3 separate regions of the Macaca mulatta genome follow, and all the other regions are linked to region 2. Evidence: chromatin contacts called from public Hi-C data. All regions are on one chromosome and are shown on one strand. Each heading gives the region's core, a stretch centred on a gene start, on an enhancer-like site or on the middle of the called end of the contact. The rest is flanking DNA. Distances are from core to core; before and after follow the strand shown.

Region 1 (4,316 bases), core at 1,305-3,804, 50 kb after region 2:
TGTTCTCAAATGATAAAATTATAGAGATGAGAAACAGATTAGTGGTTGCCAAGGGTTAGAGATGGTGGAGGAGAGGATAGAAGAGGGGGTGGGTTTGACTTGAAGGGAGAAGCACAAGTAGTCTTGGAGATAGAAACAGTTCTGTATCTCTATTGTGGTGCTGGTTACAGAAATCTACATGTGACATAATTGCATAGAACTACACACACACACACAAATGAGTATGTAAAACTCATAAAATCTAAATAAACTCTATGGATTGTACCGATGTCAGCTTCCTGGTTTTGATGTTGTACTATAGTTACGTAAGTTGTACCATTTGGGGAAACTGAGTTAAGGATACGTGGGACTTCTCCGTACTATTTTTGCAACTTCCTATCTGTATCTTTGAATCTGTAATTATTTCAAATTTAAAAGTTAGAAACAAATGACTAAGTAATCAAAACCAAACTGGTTTTGGGCCTTAACAGAGTCTGAAGGCGTGACCATCGACCAGCAACTTACCATGCAGTTTAAGCTGCTCATCATGAACTGGCTGTTGTATGATCACCAAGCCATAAAGTTGTGCGTGCACAGCAACACTCCATCATCGAATGGAAATGGTACATATGAAACTGAACTGGAGTAGGACCTGAACATGCAAGCTACATGATCTTCTCTCAACCCCTACCCACAGCTTCATGAGGAATTACCTATGACCAGTTGCCTGAAGAAGAAAACTCTTGGGCTTGGTTTACTCATGGTTCTGCATGATCTGCTGGTATCACCTGAAAGTGGACAGCTGCAGTACTGCAATCCCACTCTGGGATGCTTCTGAAGGATGGCAGTGAAGGGAGATCCTCCCAGTGGGAAGAAGATAAGAGTAGTGTACCTGGTTGTTCATTTTGCCTGGTTGGAAGTATAGATCTATACTTTTTCATGAGCAGTGGCTAATGGCTTGGCTGGATGGTCAGTACTTGAGAGGAACATAATTAGGAAGTTGGTGACAAGGACGTCTAGGGAACACGTATGTGGATGGACTTCGGCCCAGAATGTGAAGATAATTATTTCCCACATGAGTGCTTATCAAAGGGTGACCTCCACAGAGGATTTTAATGAGGTGGATAGAATAATCCATTTTGTGGATGTCAGTCAGCCTCTTTACCTAGCCAAATGGACTCATGAATAAAGGGCTAGGGATGGAGGTTACACATGGGGTCAATGTGGAGTTTCACTCGCCAGTCAATCTGGCTACAGCTCCTGATACAGCAGCACTTCTGGGGGCTCAGCAAGCTCTCTGGCTCTAGGTTGATTACATTGGACCATGGAAGGGGCAGCACTTGTTCTGACTGGAATAGACACTCTGGATATGGATTTGCTATTCCTGCCCACCGTGCGTCTGCCAAAACAACTGTCCTTGGACTTAATAATTATTTCACACACTGTTGCCTCTGACCTAGGAACTCACTCCACAGCAAATGAAGTGTGACAGTAGGTCCTTGCTCGTGGAATTAGCTGGTCTTACCATGTTCCCAAATATGCTGAAGCAGTTGGCTTTACACATAGGTGTAATGAATCTCTTTTCTCTTAATTTCGCCAACTCAAGATGTAAAAGGTCTGTTGAAAATGGTGTGCATCAAAATAACCTGGAGTGAAATAAGTTGTCTATTTCAGCAAAGAAAATGGGAAAATAGTAGATGAAACAACTGTGTTCCTCTTGATAATCTTTAACTCTAGCTTGTCAGTAATTTTACTCTTCTGTATGTTTGAAAAATTTTATGCTAGACTTGAAAACCAGACGTTTATCTGAGCAGGCTACCCTCTTACAAGACATTGTGCCCTGCTGTGTTGCAGGTGTGTGGGTCACTTGAGTAGACGTAGATGGTATGGAGGCAATAAAAAAACCGTGACCCGGGGCTGAGATACACATGTGTGACCAAACGTTAAAATCAGTATGAATCCACAAGTGTGTGTGAAATGCAGGTCATTTAAGTGCTTAATCTAATGAAACTCAGAGCTTTCCTGGAGTTGGGGATGAACACCTCTACGTTCCTCGTCTTATTCATCCCTTGGATCCTCATTGCACTTGGACCCCTTCGGTGCTTCTGTGAACCTCGCAGGCGTCCGCAGTGCCAGCTCTGGTAAGCCCGAGGGTCCCCCGCCAGCGGACCCCTCCAGAGCGCCCCTGCACAAGCAGCCAAATTCACCCGGCCGGTTGCGCTCTCTCTCCGGCGCCGCAGGCGCGAGCTAGCCCCGCCCCCGCCCGGCCGCCCGTCCCCCCGTCCAAGCCCCGCCCCCGCCCGGCCGCTCGTCCCCCCGTCCAAGCCCCGCCCCCGCCCGGCCGCCCGCCCAAGCCCAGCCCTCGGGTCCTAACGCGAGGCTCCCGCGGGGCTGTCCGCGGCCGCGCCGGGCTCCGCCTGCCGTGTGTCCCGTCCGGACAGTGCCTCACCCCGGCCTGCGCTGCTGCGTGGACTCGGGCCTCAGGAATTCCGCTGCGGCCCAAGGCTCGCCGTTTGACGAGGAGCAGTCGCGGCAGGCGGTGGGCGAGGCTGCTCTGGGCGGGGGCCGAGGCGAGGCTCGGGCTCCAGCATGGCGACCGCGGCGCGTGTTGTGGGCCGGCTGCCCGCGCTGTGTAGCGGGACGGCAGGTGAGAGCTGGGACGCCGGGAGCGGGGCTCGTCTGGGGCCTGGAGAAGCCCGGGCGGAGGGAAGCGGGAAGCCGCGGCCGCCGTCTCCGCACGCCGTGCTTCCACCTACCCCGGAGCCGCTGTGTGACCTTGGGCGCGTCCCCTCCGTCTCTGGGTCGCGGAGCTCCTGTCTGTCAAATGAGGGGGAACTGGACGTCGTTCTCCAAGGTTCTTCCCAGTTCCCAAAACCCATTGAGCGTGCTTGGCGAAGAGGAGCGGGAACTGGCACGCGTGCGACCCCCGGGGTCGTTGGATGTCGGCCTGGGTTTGTCCTCCGGCGTAACGTTTATCTCTAGGAAACGCTCCGTGGTTGACTTTGCATTTTCTGTTTGCTCAATTTTACTGGAAGTCCACAATCCAGCGTTTGTAGTTTCGAAATCCGAAGACCGCTAAAGCCCGAATATGTGTATTTTAAAACTCATTTAGCGGCAGTCTTTAACCTGAAGTCATTTGGCAGAAAATCTGACTTGAACATTCTTTTGTCCATGTTGTCTCCGTCTTCTCCTTTGTTTTTTTGTTTGTTTGTTTTTGTTTTTGAGACAGTCTTACTCTGTCGCCCGGCTGGAGTGCAATGGCGCGATCTCCGCCCACTGCAACCTCCATCTCCCGGGTTCAAGCGATTCTCCTCCCTCAGCCTCCTGAGTAGCTGGGACTACAGGCGCCCGCCACCACGCTCGGCTAATTTTTGTATTTTTAGTAGAGACGGGGTTTCACCATGTTCGTCATGCTGACCTCGAACTCCTGACCTCATGATCCACCCGCCTCGGCCTCCCAAAGTGCTGGGATTACAGGCGTGAGCCACCGCACCCGGCTGTCTCCTCCTTTTTCAAGGCCCTGTTCAAATAGCTCCTAGCTGTTGTAGCTTTCCTTCATTTTCCTCACCATATCTTCGCAATGTCTTCATGAGGTATGTACTGCTATTCCCATTTTACAGATGAGGGAGTTAAGGCACATAGATTGAGAAACTTGCTTAAGGTTAGGCTAGGTGGACATCAGGTTTTTGCATCCATATCACCTGGCTCCAAAGCCTGTTTTTTGTTTTTGGTAACAGCTTCCTTGTTGAGACATAATTCACATACCATACAATGAATCCATTTAAAGTGTACATTTCAGTGGTTTTTAGTATATCACCAGAGCAATGCAGCCATTATAACCACTACAAAAAGAAAACCTGTGCCTTTTAGCTGTCACTTCCCAGCTTCCCGTTGGCCTCCAGCACAACCACTGATGTGCTTTCCCTCTCTCTGTAGCAAGACTTTACTGTATGAATACCACATTTTGTTTATCTGCTCATCAGTTGAACATTTGAGTTGTTTCCACCTTTTGGCTCTTAGGCCTATTTTGCTAGAAACATTTGTGTGCAATGTTTTTGCAAGTATATTTTTATTTCTGTTGGGTATATACTTAGGATTGTAATTGCTGTTTCTTTAACTCCCTTCTCTCGCCCTGGCTGGAGTGCAGTGGCACGATCATGGCTCACTGCCGCCTCCATCTCCTGGGCTTAATCCATCCTCCCACCTCTGCCTGCCGAGTAGTTGGGACTACAGGTGCATGCCACCATGCCCGGCTAGTTTTTCTTTATTTTTTGTAGAGTGGGTCTCATTATGTTGCCGAGGCTGGTCTCTAACTCATGGGCACAGGCAATCCTCCC
Region 2 (4,450 bases), core at 922-3,421:
CCTCAGCCTCCCAAAGTGCTGGGATTACAGGCGTGAGCTGCCACGCCTGGCCCCTAGTCTTTCCCCCGCCCCCCCAGCATTTTCCACCCCAGTAGTACTTTCTTTCGACATCTTCAAAGACATACAAGCCTCCTCTACCTGAAACTATTTTCACTGAATCCCATGACCTCCTTCTAGCAAAACAGTTCTCATTTAAGCTTTTCTTTCATGATGAAACTTTTTGGAGAGTAATACAAACCTACTGACTCCACACTGTCACCACTTACTCTTCTCCAGTCCCTGTTTTTCAGTTTTGCCCCTCACACAACTGAAAGGGCATGCTTGAAAGCTACCTTTTTTTATTTTGAGGCAGAGTTTCACTCTTGTCACCCAGGCTGAAGTGCAATGGCATGATCTCAGCTCACTGCAACCTCTACCTCTCAGGTTCAAGTGATTCTCCCACCAAAGCCTCCTGAGTAGCTGGGATTACAGGCACCCGCCATCATGCCCAGCTAATTTTTGTATTTTTATAGAGATGGAGTTTCACCATGTTGGCTAGGCTGGTCTTGAACTCCTGACCTCAAGTGATCTGCCCACCTCGGCTTCCCAAAGTGCTGGGATTACAGGCATGAGCCACTGTGCCTGGCCTACCAATGCACTTCTGATCTTATCTCTATTTCTCTGTAGCTTTTCACTGTTCTGACAAGCTTCTGCTTGTTCCAGTGGTTACTGTAACTGCTATGATACTGCACTAGCCTTTCTTCCAACCACTAAAATTGCTGTCTGTGTGTGACTCTTTTTCCCCACTTTTGCCCTGGAAACATGGATGCTGCCCATAGCTCAGTCTTTGTACTTTCTTCATTTTTGCCATCCCTCAGAAAGTCCATCCACACTCAGGGCTCCATTTTCCAACTCTACAGATGTCCATGTCCTGTAACTGTATTGTAATTGTACAACTGTACTGCATTCTTCCAAACTTATCCTGCATTTCCAAATGACTGCAAACCTTGAATTAGGCGTTCCGCCATCACCTCAAAATTATCTTCCTTTAGGCAATTCCCCACATCCACGCCTCTTCCTGGCTTTACATTTGTATCAGATGTTTTATTCTTCTCCCAGGTGTCCCAAACTCAAACTCTTACCTCACTGTCTTTCCTCCCAAATCTAGTCACCAGGCCCTTTTGACTCTTCTTTTGCAATGTCATCCGTATCCTTCCCTTTCACTACCACCACCTGAATTCAGGTCCACAACAGCTTACTTCAAAACTGCCATACGTCCCTAACTGGCTCTCTGCTTCTGGTCCTTTCCCCTCTCTAGTCCTGAATGTGACCTCTAGAACAACTGTCCCCAAATAGTTTGATTCGTGTCAGTCCCTGGATCACACCTATACAAGCCACCTTGCCTACTGGTCTTGTCCTGATTCTCTGAGTCCCGGGCCCTGGCTCCCAGCGTACCTTTTCTTCAACCTTGTCTATCACTGTTGCTAAATTTCTGTAAAAATTCTCTCCAGCTCAAATCTGCCTAACGCTTAGCTGCTGCTTTCCTGGTTTTTTCTTTTTTTTCACGTCAAATCCCACCTCCTCCATGAAGCCCTCCAGCACTCGTGCGGAGGCCCAGGGCAGGGAGCTAAATGAGGCAATCTGAGGCGCTTGCTAGGAAAGAGGGAGCGGGCAGCACCCTAAATTTGGTGTCAATTCCACCCACGTTCATTAAGCACCCACTATGGGAAGAAGAAACGGGAGAGGCGGAGGAAGACTCCAAACCTCCAACCTGAAAGTCCGGGACCGACAGACAATGGGTGCCCAGACCCCACGGGACACACGCACACACGGGGGTGGGTGCACAACTTTCCGTCCGCACCGAGTCGTCGCGACACACTCTCTGCTGGCCTCGCCCTTGTCACCCCGTTTTGCTCCCACAGCACCTCCCCAAAGTTCTCAAGTCCCGTCTCTAAGCTGCTGCGCTCAGTCCGCTCCTCGAAGACACACACCCACAACCCTCACCTCCGGCACAGAGTGCTCGGGACCCGGGAAGACGGCGCCTCTTCAGGTCGGGTAAGCAACGCGCCTGCGCAAAGGGTCCTGGCGCCCGCGCTCCCAATCAATGCGCTGCCTTCGCAAGGACTTCATCTCCCAGAAGTCTGCGCGCCCGGTGCGCCTTAATATGACGTCAGAAATCTGTGCAAACGCAGGCTTCGCGCGGCTGAACAGGATCCAAAATGGCAGCGCTGTCGCCTTAGCTGAGAGAGCGAGCCGTTGTGGATGTTTGGGAGACTTATGGTCACCCTGAAGTACTGCCTGCGCCTGGTGTCCAGTCCCTCCAGTCATCCGATGGGAGCGCCGTCCACAGGGAATGTGTCTGTCTGATCCTGGTGCCTCTGCCCAGCCGGCAGGGGAAGACCGAGACGAAATCGAGTCATCTAGCGTTGGAAAGGGCTTATTTCCGCTTCCGTTTGTCCACTTGCAGAAATTTGATTCTGGAATTTTGGCCCGAGAGGCAGTTTGGTTGTGAGAACAGGGCTGCGGTTCCAGGCAGGGTCTATGCACATATTTGCGTTGGAAGGAGAGAAGAGCCTAGGACATATATGTATTAACTGTGCAGCTGGTCCGACTCCCGACTGCTTGAGCTCACACCAGCCGGCCTTGGAGTTGCTGGAAGGGCGCTGGCTGCAAGCTAAGATCACCCGGAGAGCTTTAGACATTGATGCCTGAGGCCCAGCTGTGGAGCGAAAGTTTGCAAAGAGCTGCAGGTGACTCTAACGTGCAGCTAAAGCTAAGAACTATTGAGCTATAGCTCCGGGAAGACTGAAAATTACAAAGAATATGATAAAATCCTACTTCAGGAACAAAACTACATTTTTCCAGGTTAATACTTAGTTAGTTTTTTTTTTTTTTTTTTTTTAAGTTTTTTTGGGGTACACAGTAGTTGTAAACATTTATGGGCCACCTGAGATATTTTGACACAGGCATGCAATACGTAATAACCTCATCAGGATAAATGGGATGTCCATTACCTCAAGCATTTATCCTTTGTATTACAAACAATTCAGTTATATTCCTTTAATTACTTTAAAATGTTCAATATTATTGGCTGTAGTTACTCCGATGTGCTATCAAATACTAGTTATACTATTTCTTATTCTATTTTTGTACCTATTAACTAGCCCCACTTCCCCACCCCACCAACCCTTCCCAGTCTCTGTTAATCATCCTTCTACTCTGCATCTCCATAAGACTACACTTTCATTCAAAAAAATCCTAATTGCTCACCATAGGCAAGGCACGGTTGAGTAAGTTACTGACCCAAATGAACTCTTGGTCCAATGGAAAAAATCACAATAGAGGCAGTATGTTCTACAATTATGTCACCCCTCGGCATACTATGAGAGTACAATGGAGGAAGGAAGCTATTAACTATGGTTGGGAAAGGTGGGAAAGGATTCCTATAATTGGTGTACTTAAAGTAATTAAGAAAAAGAAGTGTGATCTAAACAGAGAATAGCACCTGCAAAGGCACAGTCTAGAGGATAAAAGTGAAAAGAATTTGTAGCAAAGTGAATGGCTTGTGGATGAGGTTTAGGGGCCAATAACTATCTTGAGGTAAGGCCAGGTTGTGGCTGACTTTGTGTTGTACTAACGGGTTTGGACCTTCCTAGAAAATTAGAGCTTGATTAAAGTCACAACATCCACAAGAGAAATATTTTCTTTTTGTTCCATTCTGTGTGGTGGTTTTTATTATTTATTTAGCTTTTTTTTTGAGACAGAATCTCCCTCTGTCGCCCAGGCTGAAGTGCAGTGGCCGGATCTCAGCTCACTGCAAGCTCCGCCTTTCGGGTTTACGCCATTCTCCTGCCTCAGCCTCCCGAGTAGCTGGGACTACAGGCGCCCGCCACCTCGCCCGGCTAGTTTTTTGTATTTTTTTTTAGTAGAGACGGGGTTTCACCGTGTTAGCCAGGATGGTCTTGATCTCCTGACCTCGTGATCCGCCCGTCTTGGCCTCCCAAAGTGCTGGGATTACAGGCTTGAGCCACCATGCCCGGCCTTATTATTTATTTAGCTTTATACTGAGGGTGGAAACTGGGGTCCTGAAAGTGTTTCTTTCTAGAATATTCTGCACCCACTGGCAGGCCTTAGGCTTTGTCTTTACTGCTTCCATGTAGCTGCCAAAGTGGAAGTTTGTATTCTCTAGGATTTAGCGGCCTCAAAGTCAGGTTTGTTGCTCGATTCTCAGAATTCTAGCTCTCATTTTATTTTATTTTATTTTATTTTTATTTTATTTTTTTTTTGAGACGGAGTCTCGCTCTGTCGCCCAGGCTGGAGTGCAGTGGCCGGATCTCAGCTCACTGCAAGCTCCGCCTCCCGGGTTTACGCCATTCTCCTGCCTCAGCCTCCCGAGTAGCTGGGACTACAGGCGCCTGCCACCGCGCCCGGCTAGTTTTTTGTATTTTTTAGTAGAGACGGGGTTTCATCG
Region 3 (4,493 bases), core at 1,239-3,738, 43 kb before region 2:
TAGTAAAACAATGCACCTAATGACATAAAGTTAAAAGAACCACCTACTCTGAAAATCCTCTGCCCAAAATACACTCTTTAACACTTTAAGTAAGAAATCCCACACATAAGGTCATATGCCTCAGGAGTAATCAGCACAAGTAATATAACGTGCACCATCTTCGTTCTGTACAAACAATGCTAACACCAACAGACTAATAGGCAGTTGCCCTCAGACTTCAGTTCCCTAAGAAAACCTCAGCAATCTACTCACTTAAGTGCCTGTGCCGGGGTCGGAAGGCACAGGCAGGCCAATCAGACACTGTCAGCAGGCGCTACTGACTTTCTCTCCCCTCATCTCTCTGAACGCCATCTACAAATTCACAGATCAAAATCAATACTGGCATTTTCTCCTATGGTTTTATAAGGATCATCAGTACCTGTATGCTTAGGCCTGGTGTGATGGAAACAAAGAGTCCCAGCACCTGAACCAAAGGGTCTGCCATCTCCCACTGTCTTGGCCAGATCTTACAGAAGCATCTTTACGAATCTTCTCTCTCCAATCAGCTACGGCATGTTTCGTCCTGCTGGGCCTCTAAAAACCTTCATGGGGCTGTCATTTACCTCTGGAATAAGACTGAGTGTAGATTGTCCTGGGGTCTGGGTACAACACAGCCAAGCTTCCCTCACCACAGTTTAGGTCACCCCACAGCGACTCACACATCCACACATCCTTGAAAGACCTCCAACTCCCTCATCATTTGAAGACTTTTTTTTTCTTTTTTTGGCCAACGCTGTTCTCTCTTGGAATATTCCCTTATTCTGCCCTCCGACTACCCAATCTCTCTTGTTTTTCAAAGTACAGTTTTTATCCCACACTTCTCCCAAACAGATGATTTTTAAAAAATCTCTTTCAGAGACTTTTACGACTTGTCTGGACCAATCATTTCTATGTTTAAAAAATATCTATTTCCTCATGTTTATTTTATCTATATATCTCTCACTGCCTTAGTAAACTCCACGATGCAGGAGCAAGTGGCTTTTACTTCTTTGCAACTCACCAAGGCCAATTACAGTACTGAGTGTGTGTGCAGCAAACATTCAGTGGGTAGACAGAAAGCAACGCTGGGAAGAGAGTCCTGCACAACCGAAGACCACTTCCTGTGGGGTTCCTCAGTCATCAGTTTATCAGGATGAACCCAGTGGTCTAGGAATCAGGGCTGAGCAATTCCGTAACAATGGAAGGAAACATATCCTTGCTCTGAGAACAGAAGGAAAAAAAAAAGAAGAAATCTAAACTTACTTGGGACCCAGGGGTCAGCAGCACAGCAGTTACGTCATTTTCTTTTGGGTTTCCAGCATGGAGAAGGTCTGAGTCCTCAAAAAGTGATCCTAAAAGAGGAGACAGGAGCCATGACGATTACTCTTTCCTTGCAATAAACTAGGAGGAAGTGCCACACACCAGCTAGTTGTCATCTAAGAAGAGTCAACACTGGGAACCAAAGGACAATCGCATAATATCCTTTAATCAAGACAGTCTTGACCATTGCTGCCTCAGGCTCCTCCTGTTCTCCTCTGCCCTTAAACTCCAGCAGACTGAGCATCTAGACATATAAATTAAACATATTTTTATCTTGCATGTGCTAAGTAGTCAAAATAATACTCCAAGTCTTTGTATGTCCATGCCTCAGTGATTCACCTCTGTTGTATTTCAGGCTCCCAGGATGAACGAAGACGAGTTAAATTCTTTTTGAACATTGGCTTTTCAGATATTGATACAATACCGACTGACTCAGAAAAGCGATGGGTCTTACGGAAGAACCACCACCACCAGCAAAAACAAACCAAGATTGTAAACAAACTCCGTGACTTCTCAAATCCCCGCCTTCCCTTCCTTCCAAAAGGGTCAGATAGTCCCTTCCTACTGCCTTATGGGGCTCCTCTAACATCAAAAGACAAGTCATTATCAAAAGCCAAACTTCAGATGCGTTGATATCTTCCCTTGGGCAAGGGAGGCGTCCAGCGCCTACAGACCAGGAGGGCAATGGAAGTGGCGGGTTGTCCCTCAAAACCCCACGTGAGACCGGCCAGCGGGAAGGGGCTCGTGACGCTACTCCTTCCTGAGCCTGCCCCACACTTTCTCCCTTTCTCCCTCTCCAGCGGGCACCAAGGCCGCCTCACTCCCAAATCCTCACCTCTGCCCCCAGGTTCCATGGAGACTCCTTCCTCCAGCCCGCGCTGGAGGCAACGCCGCGGGGGAAGGGGCCGGGGGTCCGCCGCTCGCGTTCCCCAAGAGGCCCGGAACGCAGCACGCGCTGGCGGCCCGGCGCCCCCACCCGGTGGTCCTCCCGCCACCCTCCTCCCGGGCACTCAGACTGAAAGGGGATGCGCTCAGCCCTCCTCCCCCGTGGGTTCGACCTCCAGCCACACACCGGCAAGCGGAGCCCGACTACAAAGGCATCTAACCGCCGGCTGCGAAGCCTAGCGCCGGCCAACTGTGAGGCCGGACTACCACTCCCAGAATCCTCCGCGGGGCGCGGCTGGCGGCCGTCACGCCCAACGCCGCTTCCCAGAGGACCCCGCGGCCTCCTGCGCCCGGGGCTGCGTTTCTTGGCGCCGCGCGCGCCTGACCGTCCTGCAGGAGCGTTCGGCAGCTGGCGAATCCCTGCCAGTGGCTGTCGAAGGGCCGCTAGTCCCTCAGTGCCGACTGTGGGCGGCGGACGCGCCAAACCCCGCCTGGCGTGGGACTTTCGCGTCCCCGCTACGGTGACGGCGGAGGGCGCGCCCCTGACCCACGTGGGATCCTTCCCGGGCTGCGGTGCTCCCTCAGAGGGGAGGCGCCCGGCGGCGTCCCTGCTGCTGCGCCTCCATGCATCGGCCCTTCGCGGCGGGCACAGAGGGGATCTCAGTTTAAAGTAAGCAGGGATGTTTGTTCCATATTGCACCTCGGAATAAAGAAAAATGGAATTTCAATCCCGAAATCACCTCAACCCCAACAACAGCCACGTCTCCAAGAAGAACCAGTAAACTAGTGCTGCTGCCCCAGGGAGGCTGGAGCCTGGAGGTCCTGCAGACTCCCCAGGAGCTCTAGGGGTGGGCGGGTCTTCAGGTTAGGCCGTGTTTTCACTTACCTTCCCACGTTAAAGTGCCAGGTTTCTGTCCAGTTCCGATTCCCAAGAGAAAATCTAGTTAGCGATGTGCTTGTTTGGATACAAGCCACAATGTCCAATTGACCTTTCTCCAACAGAATCTCCAATTTTTAGACAGGCTCAAGGCTTCCCAAGGCTTATCATTATTCCTGCTCTTGCCCTCCCCAGCACTCCCAGCCCCTGCTGCCTGGAACATAGTGAATCATCATGGGCCCTGTGAACTAGGTCACAACCGAGGGATGGTAAACCAACAAGGTAGAAGGAACGGAGCCCCGAGTAATTTGTTGGAACAGAGCTTGGGCTTTAGCATGAGAGAGATGCAGACTTCTATTTTGTATAAGCCACTATTATTTTGGGTTTCTTCTGCACAGATAACCGCACGTATCTCTAACTGGTCCATAGATTGGCTATATTTGGTACAGGCAGCTAGGGCTGGTGGGGATAAAGGACATGTGGTAGAGACACAGCCGTGCCAGCTCAAATGGCAGCCAAAGGGAGTCTCCCCACTCTTCTCTCTACAGGAGATACAGGATGGTCAGTTTCCTTCAGAAGATGCTTCCTATGAAAGACACCACTTGCTGATGTTGTTACGGAAACCCCAGGGATAAGGTCTAGGCCCTGCAGCTTGCTGCACAAAAAAGCCAATCACTGAGAGGAGTATTGCCAAGGAAGAAGGCTTTAGTCAGGTGCTGCAGCCAAGGAGATGGGAGACCAGCTGCAAATCCATCTCCCTGACCTACAAAAACCAGGGGTCTATATAGCAGGGAAGAAATGTGACTGTGTGGGGGGAACAGGAATGAGGGAGACATAAGGAAGCAATCATGATGAGGAGGGGTCTGGTGTATCCTTGTCTGGATGCCGTCATCTGGTGTGTTTCAGTTCTTTGATACTTTTTTTTTTCATCAAATGCTCTCTCAGAATCACCTTTTGATACTTTTTTGAGAGGCCTGAGGATCTTTCCTGAGGAAGGAACTATGATAAAACAAGTATAAGCTTCAAACTTTAAAACCAGAGAGTCTGCCGGGCACGGTGGCTCATGTCTGTAATTCCAGCACTTTGGGAGGCCGAGGCGGGTGGATCACTTGAGGTCAGGAGTTCAAGACCAGCTTGGCCAACATGGTGAAACCCCATCTCTACTAAAAATAGAAAAATTAGCCAGGCCTGGTGGCACACGCCTGTAATCCCAGCTACTCGGGAGGCTGAGGCAGGAGAATCGCTTGAACCCAGGAGGCGGAGGTTGCAGTAAGCCGAGATCATGCCAGCGCACTCCAACCTGGGCAACAGAGCGAGACTCTGTCTCAAAAAAAAAAAAAAATCACTTTCTATGTTTATCCAAAATAAAGTCTATAGGACTATTGGGCTGGTT

Evidence for each region. Hi-C and Micro-C count contacts between places; a contact is called where the count stands out from the background.
Region 1: a contact with region 2 is called in a Hi-C map of cortical neurons, with 2.6 times the contacts expected there. The contact joins the promoter of MRPS5 here to the promoter of ZNF514 in region 2. A contact is called at or near these places in 3 of 14 Hi-C or Micro-C datasets (CD4 T cells, cortical neurons and fetal cortex germinal zone).
Region 3: a Hi-C map of blood shows a contact between it and region 2, with 2.4 times the contacts expected there. The contact joins the promoter of ZNF892 here to the promoter of ZNF514 in region 2. A contact is called at or near these places in 4 of 14 Hi-C or Micro-C datasets (CD4 T cells, blood, cortical neurons and 1 more).

What each region holds. Positions count from the first base shown.
Region 1 is chr13:4,479,371-4,483,686 of T2T-MMU8v2.0, reverse strand. It overlaps MRPS5 (mitochondrial ribosomal protein S5), which reads left to right and starts at 2,554. Exons shown (of 11, transcript XM_077958801.1): 1 at 2,554-2,626. The coding sequence starts at 2,569.
Region 2 is chr13:4,529,046-4,533,495 of T2T-MMU8v2.0, reverse strand. ZNF514 (zinc finger protein 514) reads left to right here and starts at 2,171. Exons shown (of 6, transcript XM_077958799.1): 1 at 2,171-2,844. The region is part of intron 1 of ZNF2 (zinc finger protein 2); the gene reads right to left.
Region 3 is chr13:4,572,273-4,576,765 of T2T-MMU8v2.0, reverse strand. It overlaps ZNF892 (zinc finger protein 892), which reads right to left and starts at 2,488. Exons shown (of 6, transcript XM_077958798.1): 1 at 2,411-2,488; 2 at 1,282-1,370. It overlaps LOC144333981, which reads left to right and starts at 2,364. Exons shown (of 3, transcript XM_077960225.1): 1 at 2,364-2,893. The coding sequence starts at 2,364.